Linked DNA regions of Danio rerio: region 1 is linked to region 2. Evidence: chromatin contacts called from public Hi-C data. All regions are on one chromosome and are shown on one strand. The core of a region is the stretch at or near the end of the contact, and the rest is flanking DNA. Distances in the headings are between cores, read along the strand shown. Region 1 holds the start of fbxl14b (F-box and leucine-rich repeat protein 14b). Region 2 overlaps wnt5b (wingless-type MMTV integration site family, member 5b).

Region 1 (6,535 bases), core at 2,370-4,869, 56 kb before region 2:
AATACAGCTTTTTAGATCAGTGAACACATTGGAAATAAATGTTTCTTTGTACTTTTGTCAATAAAAGATGTTAAAGAGAATAAACAAGTCACATATTATTTCTTTTGTTCTATTTTACGCAACTTTTTCAGGGGTGTAAAAGCACGTCGCTCTACAGTACTGTACAGGCTGTGTGTGTATTAATTGTTAGCTTTCGCCTGCTATCTAAATCAAGCCCCTCCCTTTCCTTTCTCACTCGTCCCCTCCTCCTCCCTCTCTCTCTGCTTATTTCCAGGAGCAGCTTGAGTCCTGCTTTTGGCTCTGCAGGCCTGCTTTGAGAGCCTCTGACTCACAGCAGTGCAGTTCTGGAGCAGCCCTCCTCTCTGGCAGTGAGGCCGGCTGGAGGAGCCAGGGAAAGGGGCCGCTGTCACAGACCTCTCGCCCCCTTACATGCTGGGCATCGGGGCTCAGTGCGCATTCAGAGCCCTTCATCTGTCCACCATACAAACCCAAGACCTGTCTGTCAGAGAGAGCGCATGAATTCAGCTTGACGTCAACATCAAATGGCGTCCGCGGCGCGTTTTTATTCCAGCACTCAGACATGTTTTGGAGTTAAAGAGGATATTCAGTGAAAAAAGGAGTAAATAGTATGGAGTTAGTACATGAATTAACTGAGGTTGTATTGTGATCCAACATTGGAGTTTGATAGCTCTGCCGTTGTATGTAATAGAGTGAATTAATGCCCGCCTACTCATTCTGCAAGTATTTTTTACATACATTCACAACGCCCCCAACCCCCCTCAGTATCTCTTTGGTCCAATCCATGAACCAAAAACAATGAGCTATGAGCTTTACTTAAAGTAAAGTAGTTCATAAGTATGAAAACTAAAAGAAAAAAGTATTGGCTTTGATTAGACATGGAACGATAACTGTTTTCAAGGTATACCACGGTTTGCAAAAGTCAAGGTTTTAAATACGGCAACATTTTTTGTAATACCGTTCCCAAGGCATGTGTAAGATTTTTTATTTACATTTTTTTTTTTTTGTTTCTTAGGACAACAGTATCTCCAGCAGAAAATATATCCAAAAATGCTGTGATTTAGTGATTCATTTGAATTATTTAGCCTGTCATGTTAAGATATTTTAAATCTTTCAGAAAATAAAATATATTATTTTCAAAGAAAATTTTTCTTACCCAGACATTTAAAAAGAATACATTTTAGAGCAGTGAGCACAATACTGTGATACTGTGAAACCGTGATATTTTTGTTCAAGGTTATCATACCGTCAGAATCCTTTACCGGCCCATGACTAGCTTTGATAAGGTGAAAGAACAATACCATAAAACACTGCAAATAATATAAGCGAATTAAAAATGAACCTACTGTTCATATATATACCTTTATATTAATTCAAAGTATACTTTTCAACTCAGGCTTATTCTAAAAAACGCTATATACATTTCTGGAGAGCGCCAAATACATCCCAGAAGTTACGTTTTTTTTGCAGTTTATCACGAATCCACCAGAGACCGCTGTGTACACTTTTTAGATCTAAAATTTCTCTCGTGGGCGCCTGCTGTTCTCACGTAAATCCACCAGAGGCCGATGTCGACTGACTGAATGACTGACTGACTGACAGACCCTCCTTCCCTAAACCCAACCAATAGTGTTTTTAAAAGCACTGATTGACCCGCCCACCCAAAAAAGAGAAGTCCTCACCTGATTTTTTCCACGTTTTCAGATTTTACCACATTCTCACCTTGTTATTTAGTTATTTATTTTATTATTTGTCTTTTATTTTTGTTTTACTCACTTTCTGGAACCATTATTCACAAGACTTGAACCCTATCATCATGGTCAACACATATCTGCGCCTCAAGTCCGCCGTCAAGCCACTGGAAAAACTCTTGTTGTGAGGCGACAGTTCTACCCACTGTGTCACCGTGCCGTCTGATTTAAAAATTTATTTGGCTTAAATAATATGAACCTGTAAATATATCACACAATAAGACTTAAAATATATATTAAGGCAACTAACGTCCATTTGAATTCAAGTGAACTGAATGAGGCTCTTCAAAAATAGTGTCAGATATTTTATGCTTTACACAATTATAACCGGACTGAGTGAGAACAAAAAGAGGAGGATAGAGAAAAGTGACATTTATTGAAGAGAAAGAGAGAGCGAGAGAGCAAGAGAGAGAGAGAGAGAGAGAGAGAGAGAGAGAGAGAGAGAGAGAGAGAGAGAGATGTGGTGAGGTAGAGAGAAGGTTCGAGACAGACAGAGAGCCGGAGCGGGGAGGGTTGGACTTGTGCTGTCAGTTGTGCTGTGCTGCATTTTCTTTTGTAAACACAAACGTGTGTGTGCTGCTTTTCTTCCTTCTTTCTGCTACACTCCAGTACCTTCTGCAAATGCTCCCGTCATATCAGCTAACAATGCCAATGAGCCCACAGAGGGGGGCCTGGGGCCCAAAGACGGGGAAATATGCAAAAGGTGGAATAAAAACTACCTTACGTAAGACTGACAGGGCAAAAAGGCTCGCCGTTTCTGCCAGCTTCATAGAGCTTAACATTGTGTGCTTTCTGTTAGGGTTAGGAGAAATGTTTATTTTAAAAGACGTGAACTGCAGTATGAGTACAGTTTCTGACATATTATAACAGATTAACTAATGATAATAATCCAACAGGCTTCAGAAATGTACAAAGCATGTAGCTGATGTTTTTAAGAATTAAGAAATGGCAAGATCAATGCAAAAAAGAGAGTGTAGATATAAATAAGAGAATGATTTAATTAAATATAAAACTAAAGTAAATTTAAATAGGTAACCCAAAAATAAAATATCAATGTTGTGTAATGATCTGTGTTATGTTGGATGTATTTTTTAATTGTTATTAAACATTTCTCAACAAGCCTTTTTTATTGTCTGTTTGTTTTAGTTTTTTTACACACATTAAATAATATTTACATAGTTAGAGAAAATGTCATTCTAATAATAGCTTTACTAAATAAATAACTTTAAATAAATAAACTTGTAATAAAAACAACACAAATACTCCATCTGACACGGACGCTGAAGGGTTAAGGGTAAAGTGAACTGAATTGTAAGAAGTTGGTTTCCAGGGGAACTATTCTTACTGTTCCAGCTGAGTTGGACCAAACCACTTTGCTTTCAAAAAGGGGGGCTGTGAAAATACACAACACTCATTTCTTTCAGAACAGTTTAGAATAAATCAGATCACAGGCTAAGATAAAATCTACACATATAACATGAACGGCTGTATTAGTTCCATACTTTTTCTAAACATTATCCCTTGTTCCACTGGGTTTAAATAAGCGCGTCTCCCCCGCAGCCGCTCTGTGCTGGCGGCCCTGCCAAGTCAGTTTGAAAAGATCAGACAAAGGCAGCAGGAAGCCCCTCGGCTTGGCAATGAGTGCGAGCGGAGCACAAACGCGAAACGAAACCTCACTCTTTTATCTGATAGCGGACTGAATTTATTTTCTCCCGAGGTTTGTGGCAGTTTTAGACATCTTTTGAAAATGTACGACCGTCTGGATCCCCGGGTCGAGCGAAGACTATTATCAAAGCGCCAAACGGGCAGCAGCGCTGCCTGACCGCCCGCTCGCTGTCGGTCTGAATCGGATCAAGCGTCTTTTGGGGGCATTTTTTTGCATTTGAATCTTTCCTGCGCCACTGAAAGGATCACCCGGGACGGAGAGTTGCCGATTTGCACACTTAAATGTAAAGAGAAAAGCTTGGGGAGCTTTCTGAAAGCCCTTTTTTTTCCTCCGGAGGGGACTACGAGCCGCGACGGTGACCGTTGGTGGGGGTTTGCCGCCGTTTGTTTTCTTGAGCGCGTGTGGAAGATGGAGACGCACATCTCGTGTCTCTTCCCGGAGATTTTAGCCATGATTTTCAGCTACTTGGACGTGAGGGACAAAGGCAGGGTGGCCCAAGTGTGCACAGCGTGGAGGGACGCGTCCTACCACAAGTCCGTGTGGAGGGGGGTGGAAGCCAAGCTGCATCTGAGACGGGCGAACCCGTCTCTGTTCCCCAGCCTCCAGGCGCGAGGCATCCGGCGCGTGCAGATCCTCAGCCTGCGGCGCAGCCTCAGCTACGTGATCCAGGGGATGCCCAACATCGAGAGCTTGAATCTGAGCGGCTGCTACAACTTAACGGATAACGGCCTGGGGCACGCGTTCGTGCAAGAGATCCCTTCCCTGAGGGTGCTCAATCTGAGCCTTTGCAAGCAGATCACGGATTCGAGTTTGGGCAGAATAGCGCAGTATCTCAAAAACTTGGAGGTGCTTGAACTGGGTGGCTGCAGTAACATCACGAACACGGGCTTGTTGCTCATCGCGTGGGGTTTGCACAGACTCAAAAGTCTTAATCTGCGGAGCTGCCGGCATGTGTCGGACGTGGGCATCGGGCACCTAGCCGGCATGACCCGGAGCGCGGCGGAGGGCTGCCTCAGCCTGGAATACCTGACCTTGCAGGACTGCCAGAAGTTGACGGACTTGTCCCTTAAGCACATTTCAAAAGGCCTGACCAAGCTGAAAGTGCTCAACCTGAGTTTCTGTGGTGGCATCTCGGACGCTGGCATGATCCACCTCTCTCACATGACGAGCCTGTGGAGCCTTAATCTGCGTTCGTGCGACAACATCAGCGACACGGGCATCATGCACCTCGCCATGGGCACGCTGAGACTCTCCGGACTCGACGTGTCGTTTTGCGACAAGATAGGCGACCAGAGCCTGGCTTATATCGCGCAGGGCCTGTACCAGCTCAAGTCGCTGTCGCTGTGCTCGTGCCACATCAGCGACGATGGCATCAACAGGATGGTGCGCCAAATGCACGAGCTGAGGACGCTGAACATCGGCCAGTGCGTGCGGATTACAGACAAAGGACTGGAGCTGATCGCAGACCACTTGACGCAACTGACCGGCATCGATCTGTATGGATGTACGAAAATCACTAAGAGGGGACTGGAGAGGATCACGCAGCTCCCCTGCCTTAAAGTTTTGAACCTGGGCCTTTGGCAGATGACTGAAAGTGAGAAAGTGAGGTGAAACTTGGGGGGTTTCTGGAGGGAGGGAGGGACGGAGGAGAAGGAGGGCGGGAGGGGGATGGGTGGATTTCAATAGAGCAAAGTACATAAAAAGAGGCTTAAATGCTGAATGTGATACATGTGTCAGTTATTGCTATTAACACACACACACACACACACAAAAGTTGTTTTTGTTAACAAAACGCAATATTAAACCTCCCCCTCCCCGACTATCGCGATATTTTGGCTACTACCTCGTTAGATGTATTATAATGTTATTCTTAAAAAGAATGAGAATTTGTGCCTAGAAAAACAATCCCCTCCCCCTTTATCTCGTCTTTGGCTTAAGGAAAGCAAAAAGACTGAAAGAAAGGATGGGTTCAGACTACCTTTTTATTTCCCTTCCTTCATATAGCCAACAGAAGGACTTTCAAACAAGTCTATGGGTAGTTGACATCACATTTCAAGCAGATGTGACAGTTGTTCACCTTAAGACGTTTTAGTTCTTCATTATTAAACATGCCATTTCTTTGTGATCCTAAATTAGCCGAGAGACTACATGCAATACTTGCATTAAAATGCATCACATGACCATTAAAAGTGAAGTAGATTAAAAAAAAAATAAATGAGGACTAAAATCTCGAATGAAGAAAATTCCATGAACATTTGTCAACTACCCTTATGCAAATACTGGGTTTGTACACTAAAGCTTTTATATTTCCAATCTCTTAGTTTGTGCTCAATTTTACAGGCCTGAAAGCCTTTAATTCCTGCTTTGAATAAGAGGTTCCCTCTGCTGATGTATTTATGCTTATGTAAGCAGATATTAATTAATGGCTGTTATTCAGAGCGTTGTACTTCAAATTGAAGTGAATTTTTGTCCCTGAAAAAAAACAACAACAACAACCCTGTTTGCAATTAACTGACACCTTGTTTGCCTCTTCACAGGGCTGAAACAGGGCGCATCGTGTTATAAAACAATCTGTCTGTTTTAAATACATGGATATTCAACTTTACATAGAAGAAACATGGTGAAAACGAGGGTAACACGCAAAAATGCATGTCAGGCCTATATATGTACCATGATGTATCGACCTGCAACATGTATTGAGTCCTGCTGAGAAGCTACTGTGTTCTAATGTACTGTAAATGTATTTGTAAAAAGAATCCCAAATTAAAATGTTTTATATTCTTACAGTAAAAACATTAAAGTTGATATTTATATAAATAAAAGAGCCGATTGAATTTCATTATGGGGGAAAACGGGTTGTGATTTTTCCTATCGATCATGCATTCTGTATTAATTCATGCTTTTTTGATGTTAGTTTTCGGAGATAATCTTGCAGTAACAGGGTTAGGGGTTTATTTTGCTGTAAAACGAGCATTTTAGAGGACGACAGAAGTGATATTCGCGTGCATTATTTATCAAGTGCAACAAAATGGATGCTTCCTTTAATTGTGCTAGTGAGGGTGTTAAAACAGCAATGCTGCTCTCACAGTTTCAGTCATGC
Region 2 (6,662 bases), core at 457-2,956:
ACCTTCTGGTTTCTTTTGCCCCTAAAATAATATGTAAAAAGACCAATTTTGTTACAGATCTGATAAATATTTATCTTTTTTAAAGATATAACAACTTAAATACACACACAAACATACACAGACAGAGATGTGGTGGATATTCTAATTATTAGCAAGACTCTATATATATATATATATATTAGTCTGTGTTTCCCTCTTGTTGTGGATTATTAATTTGTTGCTTCTATGATGTCGGTGTGTTTCATGACCTTGTTTTGCTTTGTCTTAGTTTTGTTAATCTTCATTTCATTAAATCTTCGTTATGTGCTGCGTTTGGATCCACACTTTGTTTCTTCTTCACGCCGAGCCTTAACAACATCTTTAGTATCCCCCCGTTTCACATATATTTTTGGGAACAATATTTATGCTAAACTTATGTAAGAAAATTAATCTGTTACTTTTTGAAACGAATGTTTATTTTATTTAATAAATCCTGACAGTTTTTTTTAAATAATTTTATATTTAATTTTATATAATATATAATTTTATTAATAATTTTTTTTCAATAATTAAAATGAAAAGGACTTTTAAACTTAATTCCAGCAGGATATTGACAATTCTTATATATTACATACTGCAATCAAAAATCTGCAGGGTTGTTTAAACCCAACGCTGAGTCAAAAAAAAAAAAATCAACAAACCCATTGGGTTAAATCAAACAATTCAATTTAAATAAACTTTTACTTCTCAACCCATTATATTTTAAGCAAATATTCATTAAATGATTTATATATATAAATTCTTTGCAACAGTTTTGGCATTTTGGTGGTGTTGTTAAATCAGACAACAAACAAACAAACAAACAAATAAATAAATAAATAAATAAAATGGGTTTAAAATGAATAAAATGGAAAAAAAAAGCATGGTAACAATGCAGCATGGTAACAAAGGTGATATTGTTTCAGTATTGAAAAGTTGCTGATCAGACATTAAATGGTTTTAAGTTGATAAAAACATTTAGTTATGACTTTTTTTTAATCCACATGGACTCAAATACAATGTTAAATCTAATAAGCTAAGGTAACTCAAACCATTTAAGGAAACCAATTTCAACAAACCTTTTAAGTTTAAAAACTAATCCTAATGAGTACTGTGAACTTAATCTATTTTTCTTATAAACAAAGCAATTTGAGCACAGTAAAATCCAATAAATTAAGAGAACTCAAACCAACTGAGTATTGTAAAACCCAATAAGTTAAGGTAAATCAAACAGTTTGAGGAAACCGATTTCTACAAGCCATTTGAGTAAAAAAAAAAAAAAAAACTAATCTTTATGAGTACTGTAAACTTACATCATTTAAGTTGAAGTAATGATTTAATTAACTCAGAGTTCAAAAAAGAGTTCAAAACTCTTTTCATTAACTATCAGACAATTTTAAGTTAACTACACTTATTTCATTTGATCACGCTGACTGTTGGGTTTTACAGTGTATGAGAATAATATCCAAATGTTAAATCCACCACAAGATTCAAGTGTGGTGTCCCTCTTGTTTTCTCTCTCCCTGTTTCCCTCTTTCTGCACTAAATCAGGACAGATTTGAAGATAACTCTGGTTGCATTCCTTGTGTGCCTGCTTTCTCTGGGTTTCCTCTGCAGGCAGATCTTTTCCTCAGTGTATCCGTCTTCCCCTTAAATCTCCCCCATGTTTTCAGTAAGTAAAGCAGAGAGCGCCCTCTGTCCTCAGCTGCAGGAACAACTCTCACGCCAAACCATTGTCCTCCTCACACCAGAACATCTGCCAGCATGAGATCATTTTATAAACTCTGAGAAGCAAAAAAGACGAATGACAAAGGAATTAATCTTGCTCAAGGTATCTGTCCTGACAGTAACGGCAATCAGAAACAATTCAAGGCCCTCCGTCCTGACAGATCCCGAAATCAATTCCCTTGACAGTGAGTTATCACCCTGAAGTCTGGTGTGCATGAAACACTCCTTGCGGGAGCATGATTGACAGCAGCATCTCTATCTTTCCCATGCTGAATAGGACGATAGATAGAGAGAGAGAGCGCAGGAGATAATGGTGATAATTTCAAGGAGAATGAAGGATTTGGCATATTTCGAGGAGAGAGAATGAAAACAATCAGATGAAATGCAAGGAGTACAACTTGGCTTGCTGAAAAATAGAGATTTGGTGATGTTAGATGGTTTTAGCTGATGTGGCCAGTCTCCATGAGGCACACTGAATGTGGATGTAGCTGTTTTCCCACAAGCTGACAAGTGACCAAAATCAGTCATAAATCAGCAAGACGGACTTAACAAAGCAACATACAGATGCAGATAAGAAGGAAAAAGTACAAATTATATAGTAATTTTACATTAAATGTATGTTTGGACTTGAAGAACCACTCTCTTACAATAATACTCTTCAACTAAACCATATTGCATCTAATCAGCAGCTTCATGTGTTCATATTAAATTATCATGTGCCTTTATTTACCTTTATCTAATTAATATGTACCTTTACCTTAATATGTATCTTTTTACCATGCATTATATTTTTATCTACTGTCTTTCACCGTGATATCACTGATTCTCTATAAAATATTAGTTTCTTCTACGCTATATAAGCCCAAACTTACTCTAATAAACTTCAAACAGTTAAATAAATTACATTTTTGGGTGAAAATAAACACATATTTGCTTCTATAACACACACAAAAAAAATGCTTTTTAAAACGTTTATCCATGTTTTCTGAGTAAAAACAGACCTGAATGCATTACAAGGGTGAGTACTTTTTCCAGTGAACTCTAATCTCTAAATCCAACATCTAAAAGTCTCATAAACGCCAAACAACACCGACAGCTGAAGTGAAATCTGTTCAGGATGCAGTCTACTTGTTTACATGCACCATCCAACACAACATAATGTGGTAATGAGGTAAATATGCGCAGAAATGATAAATCTGAAGGATTTGCTCTCTAGTCATGAGTCATTCGGCAGCAGACGCCTCTCTGGGTGTTAAAGCCCTTCACGCCGGGGATCAATAAAAGAGCTTACACTTCCTCTACTCATTTCCATCGTCCTTCCATCCTTCAAGTAAACAATGATACACAGCCTGATCTGAGCAAAGATCTATGGGACGCGGTGACAAAGAGGAAAAAGCCCTCCGATCAATACTGCTTTTCATCTCGCTAATAATTTCATCTTTTGTCTGACATCTTGGCTCCGGCAAAGAGAGAGTTGTGTTACACGTTCGCTTCTCATGCATTCCAGCTTTTTAGAAATCAACCCTCTGTGTGTATTTTCCTACAGGCAGTGAGGGGTGCAGTGGCACAAAGCTCCCATAGAGGGGCGATATTTCCCACCACATATGACTTGTGTCCATCTTCCTCTCCGCCATCATTCACTTCTTGAAAAGTGAAAAGTTGCAGTTTCCACACAAACACACTCATATATGGAGACACAAACTGCCATGTCACATAAACAATGGCACACACAGGCGCAAACTTTGCCAACTTTCCTCTCACACGAATCTGACAAACACCAGGCTATAACTGGCATGCATAGCACAGCACTGTCCTTTCTCTCTCTTGCTCTCTCTCACTCTAATGCACGCACACAAAGAGAAAGAGAGAGATAAACTTTGAGTTTGAGGTCTCATTCAATAAAAGGATGAAATTTATTCATTTAAATAAAAAGACAATAACATTCATTAAACAGTATTTGGTAATCTTTTAGAATAATAGTCCATTAGTTCATGTATTTACTAACATCACAAATGAATACCATTGTAAAGCATTCATTAATCATAGTTCAGCATTTACTAATGCATTATTAAAATCCAGAGTTGTGCTTGTTACATTAGTTAATCAGGCCCGTTGCCCGTAGGGGGGGCCCTATATGAGGTAATTTGTCCCATTTTTGACAGTATCCCATCCTAAATTGTGAAAATAACCAGTAGAAGAAGGTTTTAAAAAGAATAACTGAAATTACTTTATTTTGATGCTCCCTTTAACAGATTTTGTTGAACTTAAGTTACATTGCATCTACATGCCAACTAATTCTCAATATGAGAAGGCTGTTAGGTTGGGGTTAGGGTTAGTGTAAGTTGACATGTACTTGCAAAGTTTCTTATAGTCAGTTAAATGTCTGTTGAAAGAGCAGAATCAGCAGATTATTAAGCAGACAGTCTACTAATACTCAAATGAGAAGTAATTGGCATGTAGTTGCAATGCAACCATCAAAGTAAAGTCTTACCGAATAACCAATAAAATAACCACTAAAAGAAGTCTTTTATTATTTAAATGGACAAATTCTGCCTGTTTTCCCAGAGATGGGTTGCGGCTGGAAGGGCATCCGCTGTGTAAAAGCGTGCTGGATAAGTTGGCGGTTCATTCCGCTGTGGCAACCCCAGATTAATAAAGCGACTAAGATGAAAAGAAAATGAATGAATGAATGAATTTTGCCTGAGCAATGAGTTGGCCAGTTTGTTATTTGCCTATAGGCTACAGTTACATTTTTTGTTTGTTTGTTTGTTTGTGTGTTAGTTTGTTTGTTTGTTTTCTATCATGAATGATAATAAATTAGCAATTAAAAAATACATATTTTCATATTTAAAAAAATTCTAATCTCATTAAATAATATATAAAGGCACATCTGTAAATAAACATACATCTTTGTAAACAAAAAATATATATATTATAATAAGCACTTTGACAAAAATGGAGGAAGTATTTTTGTCGCATTAAAAAGTGTGGTAATGATAGCAAGCTAGTTCAGCGCAAATTAGTGCTTAAAATGTCACTAAAATGCAGTATTTAAACCTTGAATAACTGTAAATAGGTCCACTTTTTGAGAAAAAAGAACCACTCCTTTTAATAGGCTGGCTACGGGCCTGCCAAAACACTGCGAGTTAACAAACTAACATGACATTAACATTAATGAAGACATATCAAATGCATTACTATTCATTTGTTCATGTTAGCTAGCTCTCTGCAACCCTCACATGATCATTACTTGGATGGGAGACCACATCAGAAAGCTAGGTTGCTGCCGGAAAGTGATGGTAGTGAGACTTTCAGGAGGCGCTCAACCTGTGGTCTGTATGGGTCATAAAGCCCCAGTATAATGAAGGGGATTCTATCCTGTCTTTCTGGTGAGGCGTTAAACCGAGGTCGTCCCAGGATGTCCTTGAAAAAGAGTAGGGGCTTAACCCCGGTTTTAACATCCTCTGTCCATCACCATATCATAATTGGCTTCATCGTCTCCTCTTCACTAATCGTGTCATCCAGGTGGCTGCTACACAATGGTGGTGGATGAGGGGATTCCCCCCAATGTGTAAAGCACTTTGAGTGTCTAGAAAAGCGCTGTATAAATGTAAGGAATTATTTTTATTATTATCCGTTGATACATTAAATTACATTAACTAATGGACCATTATTTTAAAGGGTTACCGAGTATTTCAGACAAAATAAGAGAGAGAGAGAGAGAGAGAGAGAGAGAGAGAGAGAGAAATAGAAAGAGAGAGACTGAACTAGAGGACCTGAGGGCATGGAGCTGCAGCAGAAAGCCGTCACGCTGGCAGAAAAGCCTGCAGGGCACTAACAGTCTCCGCGCTCCCACAGGCTTCACCCCTCACATCATCCTCTACCCATCTATCCGTGCGCTCGGCTGTCTGCCCACACCAGCCGCTTCAAAAATGATAGCCATCCGTCCGTATGTCTGTCTGTGGTGCTCTCTCCCTGTCCCATCACTGTCTGAATCCATCGCTAATGAAACGCTTGACTTCTGGCTGTCCACTCCACATCATCACTTACATTCGGTCATTTCGAGATGCTTTGACAGCCTTCACTGTGAATAATGGACATTTTTCTTTTCAGATGATCATTTAGCATTAATATTGGAATAATGATTTCAGTATTCACAATTAAAGGTTTGTGGTCAGTTCAATGTTTTCTTTTGAGTGGAATGAGGATTCGTTAAATTAATCAGAAATAACAGTTAGAACATTTATACTGCTATAATAAACAAAGATTTTCTCTTTTAAATGAATCATATAAATGAAAGTCTGTTCATCAAAGAATTCTCATTAAAATATATAATAGCTTCCGAAATATGAAGAACCACAACTTTTTTCTCCAATGATATAATATGGAAACCAGCACTTTAAAATTATTTAAACGTCATATAAATCATATCCATTCATCTATCTGTCCGTTCGTCCTATCTATCTATCTATCTATCTATCTATCTATCTATCTATCTATCTATCTATCTATCTATCTATCTATCTATCTATCTATCTATCTATCTATCTATCTATCTATCTGTCTATCTGTCTATCTATCTATCTATCTATCTATCTATCTATCTATCTATCTGTCTATCTGTCTATCGGTCTATCTATCTATCTATCTATCTATCTATCTATCTATCTATCTATCTATCTATCTATCTATCTATCTATCCATCGGTCTATCTATCTGTCTATCTATCTATTTATCTATCTATCTATCTATCTATCTATCTATCTATCTATCTATCTATCTATCTATCTATCTATCTATCTATCTATCTATCTGTCTGTCTGTCTGTCTGTCTGTCTGTCTGTCTGTCTGTCTGTCTGTCTGTCTGTCTGTCTGTCTGTCTGTCTGTCTGTCTGTCTGTCTGTCTGTCTGTCTAT

Evidence for each region. A called contact is a pair of places that touch in the nucleus more often than the background predicts.
Region 1: a Hi-C map of skeletal muscle shows a contact between it and region 2, with 1.8 times the contacts expected there. The contact joins the promoter of fbxl14b here to the enhancer-like site in region 2. A contact is called at or near these places in 4 of 18 Hi-C or Micro-C datasets (embryo and skeletal muscle) and 3 of 4 datasets of contacts at active chromatin or transcription factors (caudal fin, embryo and gastrula embryo).

The regions. Positions count from the first base shown.
Region 1 is chr4:9,108,136-9,114,670 of GRCz12tu, reverse strand. It overlaps fbxl14b (F-box and leucine-rich repeat protein 14b), which reads left to right and starts at 3,619. Exons shown (of 1, transcript NM_001015043.2): 1 at 3,619-5,088. The coding sequence starts at 3,844. The coding sequence ends at 5,046. The region is part of intron 3 of wnt5b (wingless-type MMTV integration site family, member 5b); the gene reads right to left.
Region 2 is chr4:9,050,110-9,056,771 of GRCz12tu, reverse strand. All of the region lies in intron 1 of wnt5b (wingless-type MMTV integration site family, member 5b), which reads right to left. Among named protein-coding and RNA genes, the nearest start is that of wnt5b, 22 kb to the right of the region's middle. Within about 2 kb of position 1,706, at least 22 of the 62 cell types and tissues checked have an H3K27ac peak or open chromatin away from gene starts, as enhancers often do. A contact at or near this core is called in skeletal muscle, where this site is marked.